Regions from separate parts of the Rattus norvegicus genome. Here region 1 is linked to region 2. The links are chromatin contacts, called in public Hi-C maps. All regions are on one chromosome and are shown on one strand. The core of a region is the stretch at or near the end of the contact, and the rest is flanking DNA. Distances in the headings are between cores, read along the strand shown.

What was found. A called contact is a pair of places that touch in the nucleus more often than the background predicts.
Region 1: a Hi-C map of frontal cortex shows a contact between it and region 2, with 2.0 times the contacts expected there. The contact joins two enhancer-like sites. A contact is called at or near these places in 2 of 12 Hi-C or Micro-C datasets (Schwann cells and frontal cortex).

Annotation. Positions count from the first base shown.
Region 1 is chr18:64,564,330-64,568,058 of GRCr8, reverse strand. No RefSeq gene overlaps it. Among named protein-coding and RNA genes, the nearest start is that of Mc2r, 280 kb to the right of the region's middle. Within about 2 kb of position 1,613, at least 6 of the 93 cell types and tissues checked have an H3K27ac peak or open chromatin away from gene starts, as enhancers often do.
Region 2 is chr18:64,348,580-64,352,014 of GRCr8, reverse strand. The region is part of intron 1 of LOC102548061 (a long non-coding RNA gene); the gene reads right to left. Among named protein-coding and RNA genes, the nearest start is that of Mc2r, 60 kb to the right of the region's middle. Within about 2 kb of position 1,369, at least 10 of the 93 cell types and tissues checked have an H3K27ac peak or open chromatin away from gene starts, as enhancers often do.

The DNA of each region.
Region 1 (3,729 bases), core at 364-2,863, 220 kb before region 2:
TAACCCAACTTCGTTTTGACTATAGCATTTTTATATCTGTGTCCATTAACTTTGAAAATATGTGTGTTTTTACTTAAAGTAAATCTCTTATAGATGGGTATAAGTGGGTCTCTTTTAAAAATCCTTAGTCAGATAATATTTAGCTTTTAACTGAGTTGTAGAACCTATTAAATTCTATATAATTGTCAATACTCTTGACCTGACCTACCATCTTGTTTTGTTTTTGGTTTTTTACCTATTTTTCCTTCCGGTTCATGTCCTCCCCTTCTTTCTCTGCCTTCTTTTGAATTGATTCTTCCAAGGACTCATTTTGGTTAGCTTACTTACTAGGTCTTCTTTTTTATGATTTTAGTTTTACACAAGGGTTGATAGCACAGATAACTTACCTCCATCTACCTTCAGGTAGTAAATGCACCATCCCCATGCAATACAAGGAGTCACACAGTTATACATTACCGTGTCTTTATCCCTGTCTCTATGTTATACCATAGCTTTAGTCTCTAATATTTTAAAGAGATTTAAGAAGTACCAAGATATTTATACTCCTTGCTGAGACCTTGACTTTTCAATCTCCTTGTTAATGACACTTCTTTCTGTTGAGGGAAGTCCCGTGCCCAGTAGGATGCTTTACGTCATACATAGATGCTAGAGCATTGCACACGTGCTCACACAAAATACCTCTAGACATTGCCAAATGTTCAAGGACGTGGACACAATCACCCTCAGCTTGGAGCCATTGGTGAATAACCTTGTTACCAGATGATGTCAGTACTGTCTTTAAAAACCCTTTCCTATTTCATGTATGGTTAGATGTTGCTGACAAGTGCTTTGCCTTCCACCATTGTGTTTCTTAAAGTGTTGCTATTTGCCCTGTGTTTTGAAAAAATATTTTTACTGGATGAAAATCATAGGCTGTGATAGTCTCCCTCTTTCAGCATTTTTAAATTATGGATTATTTGCCCTCTCATTTATCTTGCTTCTGACAAGAAATCCACTGTCACTCTTATCTTTATTCTCCTGTGCATAGGACATGGTTTCCCCTTTGCTCTGGCTTTTTAAAGATACCCTCTCTCACTGGTACTGACAGCACTAGCTATGATAAGCTTCAATGCCATTTTCTTCATATCTCTTGTGCATAGGGCCCATGTATACTGGGCAGCTTAGTTAAAGCTTCCATTGCTGTGAAGAGAAACCATGGCCATGGCTCTTATAAAAGACCACATTTAATTGGAGCTGGATTTCAGTGTCAGAGGTTCAGTCCATTAGCACCATGGTAGGAAACATGGTGGCATGCTGGCACACATGGTTCTGGAGAAGGAGCTAAGAGTCCTACATATTAATCCACAGGCAACAGAAGGAGACTGCCCTACTGGGCCTAGCTTGAACATATATGAGACCTCAAAGGCATCTCCACATTGACACACTTCCTCCAACAAGACCATACTTGCTTCGATAAGGCCACAACTCCCAGAAATGCCAGAGCCAAGCATTCAAACACATGAGACTATGGGCGCCATTCCTATTCAAACCATCACCCTAGAATAAGCCTCAGTCTACAGACAGAGTGCATATGAAATTCTTTTTGTTATTTTAACTAAAGCTAAAGCTCACTCAGCACCAAGCCATTCCAACAGATGTAGGAAGTTTAATTATAGTCTTTGTCTCTCCCTTCTCTCTCCAGAGCAGAAAAGCGCACTGGGCTTTACACAGATAAAGAATTCTTTCAGTTCTGAGCCACTGACTTCATGGTCGCCACAGGGACACTAAATGTACTTGTTCCTTGCCAATGTTATCTCTAATCTGTGTCTGGGACTTGAGAATCTTCAGGCAGTCAGAACGCTGTGACCAAACATAGAGCTGTATCCCTAGACCTCGTACTTTCTACATTCTTCTCCCCCGGAGCGATGTGGTGGGCTCTGGTCTTTCTCTACTCCATGGAACTCTATCATTCCCTGGACTGACTGTCCTCTCTCTTCTTTTTCTTCTGGATATCCAGCACAATCTACTCCATACATTTGCTTTTGAAAGAAAACCAAATAGAGAAATCAGAGAATCTCACAAAATAACCAAAGCAAAGAAAAACCCATTAAGTACCATACATGTTCTCATGAAAAGGAAGCAAAGGAGAAGATATAGAGATCAAAATCCTGGCATTCAAGATTCCTGTACCACCTACGTAATTAATAATGTACGATGAGAAATGATAATGTATATTAGCGAAATTAGAAATAATTTCTAAAGGAGCAGTGATGAGCCAAATTGGAAAAGAACCCAGTATAAAGGGAGGTAGAAAAGGAAGGTCCAACAGAGGTTAAAATCATTGCTAATATCTGAAGTTGTGGGGGAACCCTGGGGACTGTGGAAGAATGAGCTATATAGAGGAAGTTGGGAGACACATTTCAGCACAGCAAGAGAGAAAGCTGAAACACTTAGTCAATAACTAATGATGAAAGTCTTTCCATGCTAAGCTCCAAAACAGATTACACTGTAGGAACTGGGCAGTTAGAAGAGTGTTGAGTGACGTAAATGCCTCTACTTTTAAATTATTATGTTTTATGGGGGAAAAAAACCCAAAAACTGGGATATGAGAGCTAGGGAGGTGGCTCATGGGTAAAATCCTTACTGTGGAAATAAAAGGACCTGAGTTTATATCCCTCCAGCTATGTGAAATGTCCAATCAGACAGAGCACATCTATAACCAGTAGTAAGGAAGCAGAGAGAGGAGGCTTTCTGGAGCTTGCAGCCTACCTAGACTAGCAAAAACCATGGGTTCCAGGTTCAGTGAGAGACCTTGTCCCAGAAAGTAAAGGCGAAGAGTGATCCTGGGAGACACACAATGTCACTCTCTCACCACCACACAGGAATAACTGTGTGCAGATACAAATGCATGTATAACACACACACACACACACACACACACACACACACTCACACACACAAACACACTCAGGCATACTCATGACAGGACCCTCTCACAAGCCTGTAGTCAAGATGCCAACTAGAGCCAGGGTTTCACTGGTTCCTAAAGGGCTGTTCAACTGCAGATCACAATTCCTATCTGGCTATTGACCAGGAATTATCATTTTCTTGCTTCTGCACTTCTCTGAAAGGCATATCAAAGCATAGTAGGCTTGTTTCTTCAGGAGCAGCATGACAAAGAACATAGCAGCAAAATGGTACCGTCATTGGTGTGGCAACATCATCGCTGCAACAAATTTTACCACTCACGAAGAATCTAGAAACAAGAGCACATCTTTCACAATAGTGAAAAGGCATATTTAGAAACTGAAATAGAAAAGATCTGATTTAATAATTTTTCTTATAACTTGATTTTTTTCTCTTTCTTTTTCTTTTATCTTTGTTATGGGGTTTGATTCTGAAGCTTAGGCCTGTTTCATAAGTTGGTTAGGAACTAATGTTTTCCTCTCTGGACTTGTGAAAAATGGCTCTGAGAATCAGCAGGTTGGTGATAAAGCCATTTCGAACGTGTTTTTCAGATGTACCTGTTCCAAAAAGCCCACTGTGAGAGAAATAGTCCTTCAAAACTCGAGGCCTCTAAGTCATCATCTAAAACTTGATGGCACTGAGCTGAATACTTCCAGCTCTAACACTCCATGAATACTTACTTTCCTTGCCATTCAATCATCTTGAATTCTGCCCAATTGTTTTAGCCTAAATTTGAAAGGCCTTCAGGGGCTTGTAATTTGCAATCAGTCACTTCAGGATGAG
Region 2 (3,435 bases), core at 120-2,619:
GAGAGCAACCACAGTCAGCAGGAAGGCTGGAGCTGGGAGTGTCCGGGAGCTCACTGAGAAGCGGCAGCTGGGCCTGTGTGACCGCAAGCCAAATGAACTGAAGAGGAGCAAGGGTGTGGTTCTGGGCCAGGTCAGGGAGCTTAGTGAGTCCTTGCTAGGATCTGCTTTTGCTCTGACCAAAATTCGGAAGCAGCAAGCAGCATAGGGGCTGGGCAGTGGGGTGTTAAATGACTTTAGCAGCTGCTCCTTTGAGCACACATTCAAATGAGATGGGAGCCCCCTCCCCCGATAGGAGTCCATTGCAACAGCACAAGTGCTTCCAGTCAGTCTATAGTAACCTCACTTCATGCCTATTCCACCGTAGAACGTGGTTAACTACTGTAGTAGCATCAAGGATGCCAGAGCCAAGGAACCTTGAAAATATCCATTGTTCTTAAGATCTAGAGCCAACCTGAACTTCCGGATCATTATAAGTCATGAGCCAGTGTCTGGATTCACATCCTCCTAACACACATCACCAGGAGAAAGCTGAAATACTTTCTCTGTTGTGGGCTAGATTGTTATCTATTTGAGGTCGAAAGCTGGCTTTCTGTAATCATTAGAATGTTGTCTACAATGCCTCTGGAGAGGAAACAGAGGGATACAAATAGGGCTTGTTTTGTAAAAAGGGTCTTTAGAAACATGAGGTGACTGGGGAAAGTGTTCAATACATCTAATTCTTCGTGAGAAAAAAACAAAACAAAACAAACAAACAAAAACATTGAAGTGGTTGATGACAACAGATTTTACATACTTAACTTCCAGACAAGACAGGTCACAACTGTGCACTGGTGGATAAGTGAACTTCTCCCTGTGCCTCAGGCACACAAACCCCAGGAAGGAGGCAGAGTGGCTCTGGGGACAGTGAGATGCCTGGGGAGACACCTCAGAATAGCCCCCCAAGCATCTATGACACTGGGGATGCCCTTTGCCAAGAAAAGACGGCGGTCAAGAATCCAGGTAAACAGTGGGGCTCTTAACTCTCCCACACTCAATGTAAGCCTTTCTCTTTAGGCAGCAGAAAGAAATATCAAACACATCCAAAAAAAAAAAAAAAAAAAAAAACCACGTATGATTTAACCAAACTCTAGATAGAAAGATATCATGAAGGCCTTTGCTGGGTTCACATGGACTTATTTTATCTAGAAAACTGGGCTTGTTAATAGCTCAAGGCCTTGGGTAAGAGCAAGCCAAGTCATATCACAGCTGTAATTCTCTTCTTCAGCACACAGACTATGTGGAAATATTTTATTTTGCTTTTATCAGTCTCCGGAGTTCATGTGATGTACTTCAAGAGCCAGCCATTCTCTGGGGCTTATGGTCTTGGCAGATGCCGCGGCGACCGTTAGAAGGTCAAACAAGTCCCACTTCCGCCCCCTCAGACCAGCTGGGATCATCCATTCCCAGACTGACTTTCGTTCCCTGAGTTAGCCTTGAGGCTCTGTCCTCTAAGAAAATGCAGCATAGCCAGATGATTTTCACCTGAGCTAGTCTCTGCCTTCCCTTTTAGGATTGTCATGAGGTCAGTTTTTGATTAGCAGAAGGCCAAATATTCCTGTCGCCTTGGAAATGCTGAGATATCCAAAGCCACGAAGTCTCTTCTTCCTCTTCTCTCCCGAGCAGTCCTACACAGCAGCACAATTCCGGTGGAGTCCACTGGGTTCCCTAGATTAGGCAAACTCGACTGTTTGGTTGGTACTTTCTCGAACACACACTGTCTACTCTTTGCTTGACGTCTTCTCGGCTGATTAAATCTTCCCCATCATGGAGTACAGAATTAAACAGAATTGCACATTGTTGCTCACTACCATAGAGTGTAGATCTGGGAATCCGAGAGGCCACACAGCCTGAACTTCTACTCCAGAGACAGATTCTCTTTACCGTGTCTTCCCACTGAGAAGACATCTATTCTATTTGTACTTAAGCCGTTCCCGTGACAAGACTCACACACAAACACACACACACACACACACACACACATACACACAGACATACACACACACAGATACACACACACAGAGACCCACACACACACAGAAACACACACACACACAGACACATACACAGACACACAGACACACACACACATACACACATACACATACACATACACAGACACACACACAAATACACACACAGAGACCACACACACATACACAGACACACACACACAAATACACACACACAGACCACACACACACACACATACAGATACACACACACACACACACTGCTCAGTAAGGAACTGACTTAAAGAGTGGGCTATTTCTTTTAGAAAGATCCTTGACAGAGTCACCCTATCTCTCCAGCTTCGCCCCATGTCCCAAAATTACTTCAACTAGTAGAACTCAACGACTCAGGATGAACATTCTCCTCTTTCTCCCAATACCCCTCTTGTCGTTGTTCCTTTTTCTGTCTCATTTGATCAAAGCCCCCTGTGAAGACTTGGAGACCTTGTAGCTCACGAGTCTGTGTCAATCAAGGATAAGGTTGGGATGACCTAACATGGGGACTCCCGATCAGACTCCAACTCAAAGAGGACATCTTCCTTGTGTGACTCCGGCTCTGTAGCTGATCACATTTTCTAAAAGTTTCTAACATGTTCCTTAAAGTTAAGACACGGGGAGTATTTCATACAAAGCCCTCAAAGGAAATAGCTACCTGCCTGGATTAACTACACAATCAGGAAAACACTTGGAAGTTTCTGCACTTAAACGCAGACGGACTACGGCATTTAAGCATGCTCTTACTGCCATCTCGTGGTCATAACTGGAAGCACATCCCACATTCAAAATCTGCAGAGGAGGTTCGAGGCTCAGGGGGTCACATGGGAATCGTCTGATTTTTCTCTTTGAACCTTTTATTTGGTAAAGCTGTACCTTAAGTTTATTTTCCAATCCACTACGCATATCTTTACTTTAGCCGTCATCGTCTTACATCTTCCACACTGGGGCTAGCTTTCAAATGAATCCCATCTATTTTCTCACAGATGTCAGAAAGGACCGCTTGTTCTCTTTTAGGCAGAAAAAAAAGGCATCTCAGGTGAGCATAAATAACTATATTTTTATCTCAAAGAGAACGCACGCTTTCACATAAATGTGTTCATCTTCGGATGTAGTTTTTAGACTTTTTTTTTTCGTTGCTGTGAAAGCTGTCGTTTATAGCTAACCTTGAGTGCATTGTTCCTCACAATTAGAAGTAGATAAGTTTCACAGGCAGAGAAGTTGACAAGTCTTTAAGGGTTCACACTTGGTTTTCCAGGAAGAGCTGACATTAATTAGAAGTGATTACACATACGTTGCATGTGTGTCTGTATGTTTCTGTTGCTGCTCGCAGACATCACAAAGGCCCTAGAAAGATTGCATGGGTTTGGTGTTTTTTTGTGTGTGTGTTTTT